2 separate regions of the Mus musculus genome follow, and region 1 is linked to region 2. The links are chromatin contacts, called in public HiChIP or PLAC-seq maps. All regions are on one chromosome and are shown on one strand. The core of a region is the stretch at or near the end of the contact, and the rest is flanking DNA. Distances in the headings are between cores, read along the strand shown.

Region 1 (4,236 bases), core at 1,551-4,050, 310 kb before region 2:
GACTTGAGGTTCCACTGAGTGAAGGGAGTTGCTAGAGGGGTACACTTGGCACTGTCAGGGAACGGGCAGGATGGGGTGACATTGGAAAGTTCAGGGCAGTGCTAAGGTGGACTGCAATGCTAAGAACCGGTCCCTCTGCTGGCTTCCTGTATTCTTCACGTCGTTGACAGAGTCTGTTTCCTACCCCTATGTAGTTATAATGGCCAGTGGCTTTGCCTGGGGACCTATGTCCAGACGCACAGGTGAGGGTGAGGAATGAGCTTTGCTATTTGTATGAATCATGGAGATGAGGGCTGCTTGCTACTCGGCTCTCCTCTCTGACAGGACATATGTGAGGGCGTTAGTGGTCGCTTTGCTGTTTGCTATAACAAGACACAGACAATAGCAACCCGGGGAAGAAGAGGGTAATTTAGGCTTACAGCAGTCTGAGGGAAACGGTCACCATGGTGGGGACGGCAGGGTGGCAGGAATGAGGCAGCAGGTCATGTTGTGCCTGTAGTCAGGAAGGAGAGAGATGAAGGCTGGTATCGCTCTGTCTCCTTTGCCCCTTTTTATTCAGTCTAGAACCCAACCCAAGGGATGACCCCATCCACACTAAATGTAGGTGTTCCCATGTCAGTTAAAACCCTTTGGAAACACCCCCACAGATGTACCCAGAAGAATGCCTTCTAGGTGATTCTAAAGCAATCAAGTAGACAATGAAGATTAGCCTTTATCGTGATCAGGCATGGCGATCATAAGACCTGCAATGTCTTTGTCTCATCATGTCAGTAGCCCTGACTAAGAAAAGCTAGTACCCTAAAGCCTGTCCTGGTCTCTGTTCAACCTGACACAGAGTCTCCCATAGCTGTCAACGGGATGAATCGTCCTAATTAACAACAGGGGAAGAGGCTTGCACATGCTCTGTGGAGCTGAGTTCCACGTGTGATGTGTTGACTGAAGTGAGTGCCCTTAGCCCCCAGTAGCATCCTTCAAGAGCGGTGGCTCTCAGCCTTCCTGGTGCTGTAACCCTTTAATACAGTTCCTTGTGTTATTATTTCCTTGCTACTTCATAAGTGTAATTTTGCTACTTTTAAATGACTCATAATGTAAATATCTGATATGCAACCCCACAAAGGGGTCAAGACCTCCAGGTTGAGAACTGCTGCTCAAGAACTCGGAACTTACTCTGTACTCGCTGGGGACCAGGCCCTGCTCAGTTTCTCACACTGGTGATGAGGAGCTGAGAAGTGGGGCTGCCTTTCACTTTGCAACCCCGAGGAAGGGGCAGCCCACTTTCACAAGCTGACTGTTGGTGTCTCATAGGCTGTGTGGACCAGTGACACTCGCCTTGAACATCTGGCATGTGGACAGCAGGGGGGATGGGCAGAGTGAAGGCTTCTAAGCCACGTCTTGCCTGAAACTTGGATTCTGCCCCATCAAACCTGTGTGGTTGTGCTTTCTCTCAGTGTGGGGAGGGGCCCAGCTCCAGGCAGAGAGAAGAGGCATGGCTTTGCAGTGAGAGCAAGATGAGGAAGTAGAGGCAGGTTCAAATACCCAGAAGAAGGTAGGGAGGGCCAGTTCCAAAGCACCATGTGACCTGTGGGACCCAGTGACCTGTATTCCAGCCACAGTCTGATACTTAACCAGACCTGAGTGACCATCAGTCCTGACCCAGAATGGTGACTATCAGCCCTCCATTAGAGTTAACTGGGATGATGGGGAGTCCCATATCTTATCCAAGGAAGGAGGTATCCTTCACTCATGGTAATAGGGGTAAGGAGCTTGGAGGGCTTCTGTTAGGCATTCCCAGCAGATCTGCTCGGTTCCTGGCTTGTTCAAGACTCATAGGTCTGGCAGTTCCCATACAGTATCTGTTGGGCTGGGGACATCACTACAACAGAAGAAGACTAGCTGTCTCTGGGTCCTGGCCCCCCAGCAGCCAGGCAGGCACTAGCCCTGGGCCTCAGTGGGAAGGAAAAGTCCCTTTATCACTCTCCAGCATTTAGTTTGCCTGGATCCTCCTCCCCTAGCTAATTCCTCCACTGCTTCTAGCACACAATCTAGCCTCCAACTCCATTCTCTGCCTCAGGGGTCCTAGACCCTCTATGATCTCTGCCCACAGCCTGGGCTCTAAAGCTTGTACCATGGAGCACTGTAGCTTCTGCAGCCTCAACTCCTATCTACGTGCCCTACTCCACCCCAAATCCTCAACTCCCAACTACAGACTGAACCAGGTAGTTTGGGGTGATCAGGAGTGGGTGGAGCCCTCCTGAAAGCCTCAAGGTTGGCTGTGCAGAGGGGAGCGGCTCTTCTCATAGGCATCTGCAATTGCCTTAGTGCCCCAGGAACAAGGAGGGTGGAGCAAGAGAGAAAGGGCTGGAAATCCAGACATCTGAGGAACTGGAGAGAAGGGTGAGCCTCAGAGTCTACCAGTTTCTTTGCAAGTTGGGGTAGGTTGGCTTTCAGGGTCCTGAGGCTATTTCCACCAAGAGAGTCATGTTAGAGTGCTGCAGCCCTTGGGAACGGAGAATGGTATATGACCCCGATATCTCAGGCTGTCTTTAGAAATGAGAGCTGGAGAGCAGAAGGCTACATGTGAAGAGGGGCACTGGGCAGCCCAGGTATGGCAGGAACACACCGGCCAGGATGAGAGGTAGCCCAGCTTCCTGCTCACTGTGTGCGTGGGGCACATTAACTTCTCTGGACCAGGTCTCCAGAGGTGCACTCCAAGGGAGGCAGGGAAATGGGAGAGACAACAGTGCTCACCCACAGTCCTCACCAAGCTTGGCAGCTATGTGAGCCGGTGCTGGCATGTCCAGTAGGCAGATGGATTACAGTGGAGCTCAGTTTACTGAGTGAGGTCAGCCACTCCAGCTGTCACCCACGCCTTTGGAACTGGAGCTGCCATGAAGATGTTCTGGCAGGAAAGAGACCTATCTTGTCTCCCAACACCCAGGCTGGGCCCTCACACCTGCAGGTTGGTGACAGATTTAGCATCTGCCCTGGCACCCTCTCTCCCTCCTCTGCATTCTCTCCCCCACCTTGGTCTGCATCCTGAACATCATGGGACCAGCCCCTTGTTCTTGCCAACTGGCTGTTGTGCATGGCAGTGACCCAGCCCCAAGAAGACATTCCTGATATATTTGCTATAGAGCTTTCTGGCTGGGCAGAGGTAAGAGAGATAAAAGGCTTACATTTGAAGAGCTGGAGGTGGGAGACTGAAAGCGCATTCGAGAAGTAAGAAGACGGTCTCAGAAGGTTCTGTGTGGGCCATGGAGAGAGGGCATGAGAACCAAGAACCAAAGGCTATATTGCCCAAGAGCTGGCATCAGTCATAGGGTGGGTATCTTATGACAACACTCCAAAGGGCCAGCTGTTTCTTGCAGGAAGCGGATGGCAGCTAGGGTTCTCAGGAAAACAGCCTGCCGATGTTCAAAGTGCAAATGAGAGACATAATCAGACATAGACTCAGCCACTGTGCTTGAGGGGAGGAAACCAAGTGGGGTTAGAACAACCTGGTCTGAGGATACTGAGCCAAGGGCAGGAGAGGACAGGGCCACCATGAGGACAGGGGACACGCTTTAGGGGAATGCACTGCACTGAAGGGGACAACAGTGGTAAGCAGACAGGAATGGGTGCCAGTTCCGCTTATGAGGAGCCCTGGTAGAGAGCAGGGCTGGGTGGTGCCACCAAGGCCAAGCGTGGGTGACAGCTGGGAAGCAGGGACCCTTTCCCCCAAGCCCTGGCCACTAAGCTGCTTCTCCATTAGCATTCAGCAACCACGGATCCGATTCCTGAGGTCAGTCCCAAGGTGAGTTTGTTTTTATTTTGAATAGAGTAGCAAAGAGGAGCTTACTGGTCGACCACACTCACACTATGTCCCCACTTGAGGGCCAGGTCTCTGATATAAGACCCACTATCCAGCCCAGAGCAACTCAAAGCCCCAGCCCTTTCCTGAGCTTAGGACCTTCCAATTGCTTTCCTGGTCACTGTCTCCTGGTCATACAGAGGCCTTCTGTGTCTGTCTCACTGACATGAATGAGTCCGGGAAGTACAGCCACAGGCTATGGTTACAGTTTTTCTAGTTCTTACCCTGCATCAAATCAGATTTTAAATTCAAGCCAGTCTTCAGTAAAAGCCACTTAGATGACAGCAGCCCCTGGCCCTATGGGGGAGTAGCTGTCTTGATGCCTTGGTGACACCTTCAGATTGTGTCCTCTCTTGGTGCCTAAAAACATTACCACAGTGCTGGCT
Region 2 (4,244 bases), core at 1,468-3,967:
TTGGTTGTGGATAACATGCTGTTGCAAGAATCAAGTTCTGCATGGCCAGTGCCCTCATCCTCCTTCCTCCCACTCTTGCTCTCCCTACCCCCGTACAGGCAAATGTCAGTGAGAGGAAGCTATGGTTACATAGTTGAAATATCTATTATTTTTCCCTGGAGCTGAATGAGTTATTCTTTACTGAGGGGACCCTCAACTCTGGCGTGTTTCCTGAACAGTGCTGCTTTCATTCTGTGTCTGTGTGATGGCATGAAGTGGTGTCAGGGAAAGAAGAGTGACCCACGTAATGGAAATCAGGATCTGGGAGGGAGAGTTGGAGGCCTTTCCTGTAGGAGGGCTTTCTCCCAGCAGACCCGTCTTTCTCCTCTGAGCACTGAATGTGGGCTTTGTGTCCTCACTGACGTCATCAGCCCAATTGTATTGATAAGCTTTTCAAAGCACAGCCTATGGAGGAATTTTCAGCCCCTCCATAGAATATTCCTGAGCATACAGGCATTATTGTTCTGACGCTGTACTCTTTAAGAAGAGAGGATTTCGTTTTCTTCTCCTGGAGCCCTAGGTCAAAAGCACCAACAGCTTCTGTTGGGAACTTGTGGCATTTCCAGTGATTTCGATACAGAAATAGCACAAGTCATTCTTGTCATAACTGCCAATGCCATGCTCTCATGAGTGAATGGGGACCATGGCCTCAATCTCTGCAGCTGGCACTTGAGCAGGGCTACAGCCAGACTCCTGATGATGACTGTGGGAATGAGCAGGCCATGTTCTCAGGAGCCCATGACCAAGTCTCCTTGACTGTGTGGGTTCCAGGCCTCATTTTGTGTCTGCCAAGGTGGCCTTACTTGAGAGGAAGCAACAGCAGTGACAAGGTATGGATGTGAGTCACAGGTAACAGAGGGCCTTTGGTCTTCTGCTGTCTTCCACCTTCTGTAGCCAAGAGTGGACTTCTGATTGGTACTTCAGGATAAAGGCCGAGGCAGGCTTTCTGTCCTTCCCAACACTTATTGTGGCAAGGAAGTGCTTCTTGGAGCTCACTGGCAGGCAGACTTTATTGAGGGACCAGTGCTGGGACCTAGCACTGCCCTCTGCTCTCATGTAGAACAGTTGAGCCCAGGCCCACTGTGGACTTGAAGAGGGGTCTCAGTGAACTGTCACATGGGTCTTATTTGCTCTGTGGTGCTCGTGCTCTGGGAGTGATGCCTCTCTTCTTCAATCCTCCAGTGTAGGTACCCTCTGGAGAGCTGTAGTCCACACAGAGCCCAGAACAAACCCTGTCCTTGGCTGCTTCTTCAGCTGTTGGGCTCCTAGAAGTTAGGAAGTGGAGACTGGAAGCATGGGCACTGCCTGAGGGAAGAGTGGGCAGCAGTCTTAGGTGACACTCACTCACTTTTCAGTCCAGCTCACAAGTTTAGGGTACCTTAAAGTACCCAAGGTTACAGCTTCTTTTAAAGCTTTAAAAAGAATGCCTTAGGCATGAAAACATTAGTAAACTGAGCATACGGAATGAAGATGCAGCAGAACTCAACACAGGTAATAGCTCTGCCTCCCCCTGTCATCAGCTTTAGTTTGTTAAGATAAAGCTCTGTTCAGTGCATGGCAAGTACCTTCAGAGTGCCCCCCTGCTGTTCTTTATCAAAGTGTGCCCCATCAGTCACACATGTTGGCTCTTGTTCAGAGACCCCAATGACCCTTTTACTTTCCTTGGTAGGGGACTGGCCAGCTTGACCTGGAGGTCAGGAGCTATAGTGCTGGATTTGCAATGGGAAGTCTCAGTGCTGTACAGTTGGCTTCTGACTGAAAAGAGTTTCAGTTGTTACAACACTCACTTTAGTATCCTTTGGACCAAGCGTGATTGTGGTTTTCTTGTAACAGGCTCTAAGAAACAGGGAAGTGCTACTATGGAAACTGTTCCAGCTGGCTATATCTCTGCCCTATAACTGAGGAGGAGCAGCTGAGCAGCTTAGTCTTTCCACCGCTGGAGCTATACTGCCGGATTTGCAATGGGAAGTCCATCCCACCCCCCAGCTGCCCTCTGTACATCCTGCCCTGCCAGTCCCTAAGCATTCAGTACCCCCAGCTGTGCCTGTAGAGGCCAGAGGAAGGCATCGGATTTGGATTTCTTGAAGCTAGAAGTTATTGGCAGTTGTGAGCTGTTTACCGTGGGTGCTGTGAACTGAACTCTAGTCCTTAAGCAGCAAGTGCACTTAAACTCTGAGCCATTTCTCTAGCTCCAGTATCTATAAGTTTAATTTTTTTTCAAATCATATTTTTAATGATGGTTCTTAAATGCTTTAACCTCCCTTGTAACCCACCACTCACCATAGAAAGTGGAAAAGAAAAGATAAGGGGTAGGGAAGTGGACCTCTTTAAAAAGGTTCTTTGGAGCAACTCCTGTCTGTGTTGTCTGGAAATTGGCAGTTCGGTTCACAGGTTAGCAGGCAGTGGCAGCTCAATCCACTCTCACTTCAGATACACCAGTAATCCAGTTCGGTAGGTAGCAACACTGGTAACAGGACCTAGCAGACACAGCCAGGCCTTAGCCTGGGCTCGAGTCAGCAGAAGTGACTAGATGGAACAGCAGGAGAAGTTCTTGGCTGTGCCTCTCTCAGAGAAGGGAAGACACGAGACCCGCAAGCATTGCACAGCCGTACTAGCAAGCCCAGCCTGTCTCCATCACTCCATCGAGTACTAATTATACCCTCCAAACATCACATGTCTACCTTGTGCCTTGCTTCAGCATGTGCGTCTGTCTCAGCTGATATTACTCTGCCAATCAGCCTGAGTCCCTGGAAGTGGCAAGAAACTGCAGTACACCACCAGAAGATTTTTTTTTACTGTGATTCTCTCTATGGAGTCCTGACAAATGCAGCTCAACTATGCAATGTAAGATGGACCAATACATGCATGTTGTTAAAAAAGAATCCTTCGTCATGTGTGCTTTTGAGTACTTGCTTTAGCAGAACATCCTCTCCAGTATCTGCTTCAGTGAAATGTTCTTTCATGAGTCTGCCTTAGTCTTTCACCTGTGTCCACTTCAGGAAAACACTCCTTCATGTGTTTGCCCAGCAAAACACCATCCAGAACAACTGACTCTCCGTGAACCCTTAAGTTTCCACTTCAACTATCCCTGTGACCAGTATATGGGTTCACTGGCAGGGATGATTGGCCTGTCGTGTTCTTGAAGTTAACTCAGATGATCCTTTTAAAGGTTGTATACTTGATGTTGAAAGAGCTGCTAGGCATTCCTAATGGTATCCTCCTGTGAAAATTAGAGATGGGCAGATGGCATGCTCTTGTGGCCAGCATCTTTGATACAGCCTTGTTAATATGTAGATCATAAGTCATGTCAGCAAAATTATAGGAGTCACACCTGCCTCCTCTCCCAGGGTGAGGTAACACACAGAAAAAGACAGCTTGCAAGCTGTGAGGCCGTGCCATGGTTTCATTAATTCTTCATGAGTTTTTATTTAAGCCAAATTATCACTGTTTAACTAGACACTTAAGAATTTAAAGTTGTGTGATTGATTATAGGCTAATTATCACCCCTAATCAACTCATATTCTAAAATAAAGTGGCCACAGACTAAGCCCACCAGGGACCCTATGTGTCTCTACCTGAGAAAGGTGATGTAACTTACCCCAGGAAATCAAGGCACATTAAATAGCTTGAGACATTTAACCAAGAGAGTGGCAAGTTTAAGGATCGTATATGTGAGCTCAAAATAGGGGGACAGTTAAAACCCCAGCATGTAGCAGCAGCTGTTACCTACTGTGCCCCCTGAGGACTGAGGAAGGAGCTTACCCTGAGGTTCCTTCAGGAAGTCTTCCCCTTTCTAAACGGAGATGGCTCACTTTAATTCCTTACCCTGAAAACATGGAAATAATGTCGTTCTACAAAACTGGCCTGATAACTTTTTCATCTTGTTTCATTTTGTAATAAGAGGTTAAAAAGGCAAGGCAAGGAGAGTAATCCAGTCCTTATCCCTGTGTGTGAGAGAGCCCCTGCCCAGGGAGCAAGCAAAGCTCAAATAAAAGGCTTCTAATGAACCTTGCTTGAGCCAAGGTGTGGAAAGTAGAAACATCCCTTGCCTCACTGATGAGGAGGGCAGAAGCCTTGCTGATCCTACTATGTGTGGTAGGAGAGATTAGCTCATGGGCCACAGTGGGCTTCTGTTGGACATGAAGATCCAATTGCCTTTTTGGTTGCTTGGTGGCCCTATGGCTGGGCAGGCTGTTAGACCAAGG

Evidence for each region. HiChIP or PLAC-seq counts read pairs in DNA pulled down with a chosen protein or histone mark.
Region 1: a contact with region 2 is called in an H3K27ac HiChIP or PLAC-seq map of heart atrium, with 10 times the contacts expected there. The contact joins two enhancer-like sites. A contact is called at or near these places in 1 of 484 Hi-C or Micro-C datasets (bone marrow-derived macrophages) and 4 of 115 datasets of contacts at active chromatin or transcription factors (cardiomyocytes, embryonic stem cells and heart atrium).

What each region holds. Positions count from the first base shown.
Region 1 is chr1:92,342,620-92,346,855 of GRCm38.p6, reverse strand. No RefSeq gene overlaps it. Among named protein-coding and RNA genes, the nearest start is that of Gm35992, 35 kb to the left of the region's middle. Within about 2 kb of position 2,800, at least 22 of the 459 cell types and tissues checked have an H3K27ac peak or open chromatin away from gene starts, as enhancers often do. A contact at or near this core is called in heart atrium, where this site is marked.
Region 2 is chr1:92,032,099-92,036,342 of GRCm38.p6, reverse strand. All of the region lies in intron 3 of Hdac4 (histone deacetylase 4), which reads left to right. Among named protein-coding and RNA genes, the nearest start is that of Hdac4, 150 kb to the left of the region's middle. Within about 2 kb of position 2,717, at least 31 of the 459 cell types and tissues checked have an H3K27ac peak or open chromatin away from gene starts, as enhancers often do. A contact at or near this core is called in heart atrium, where this site is marked.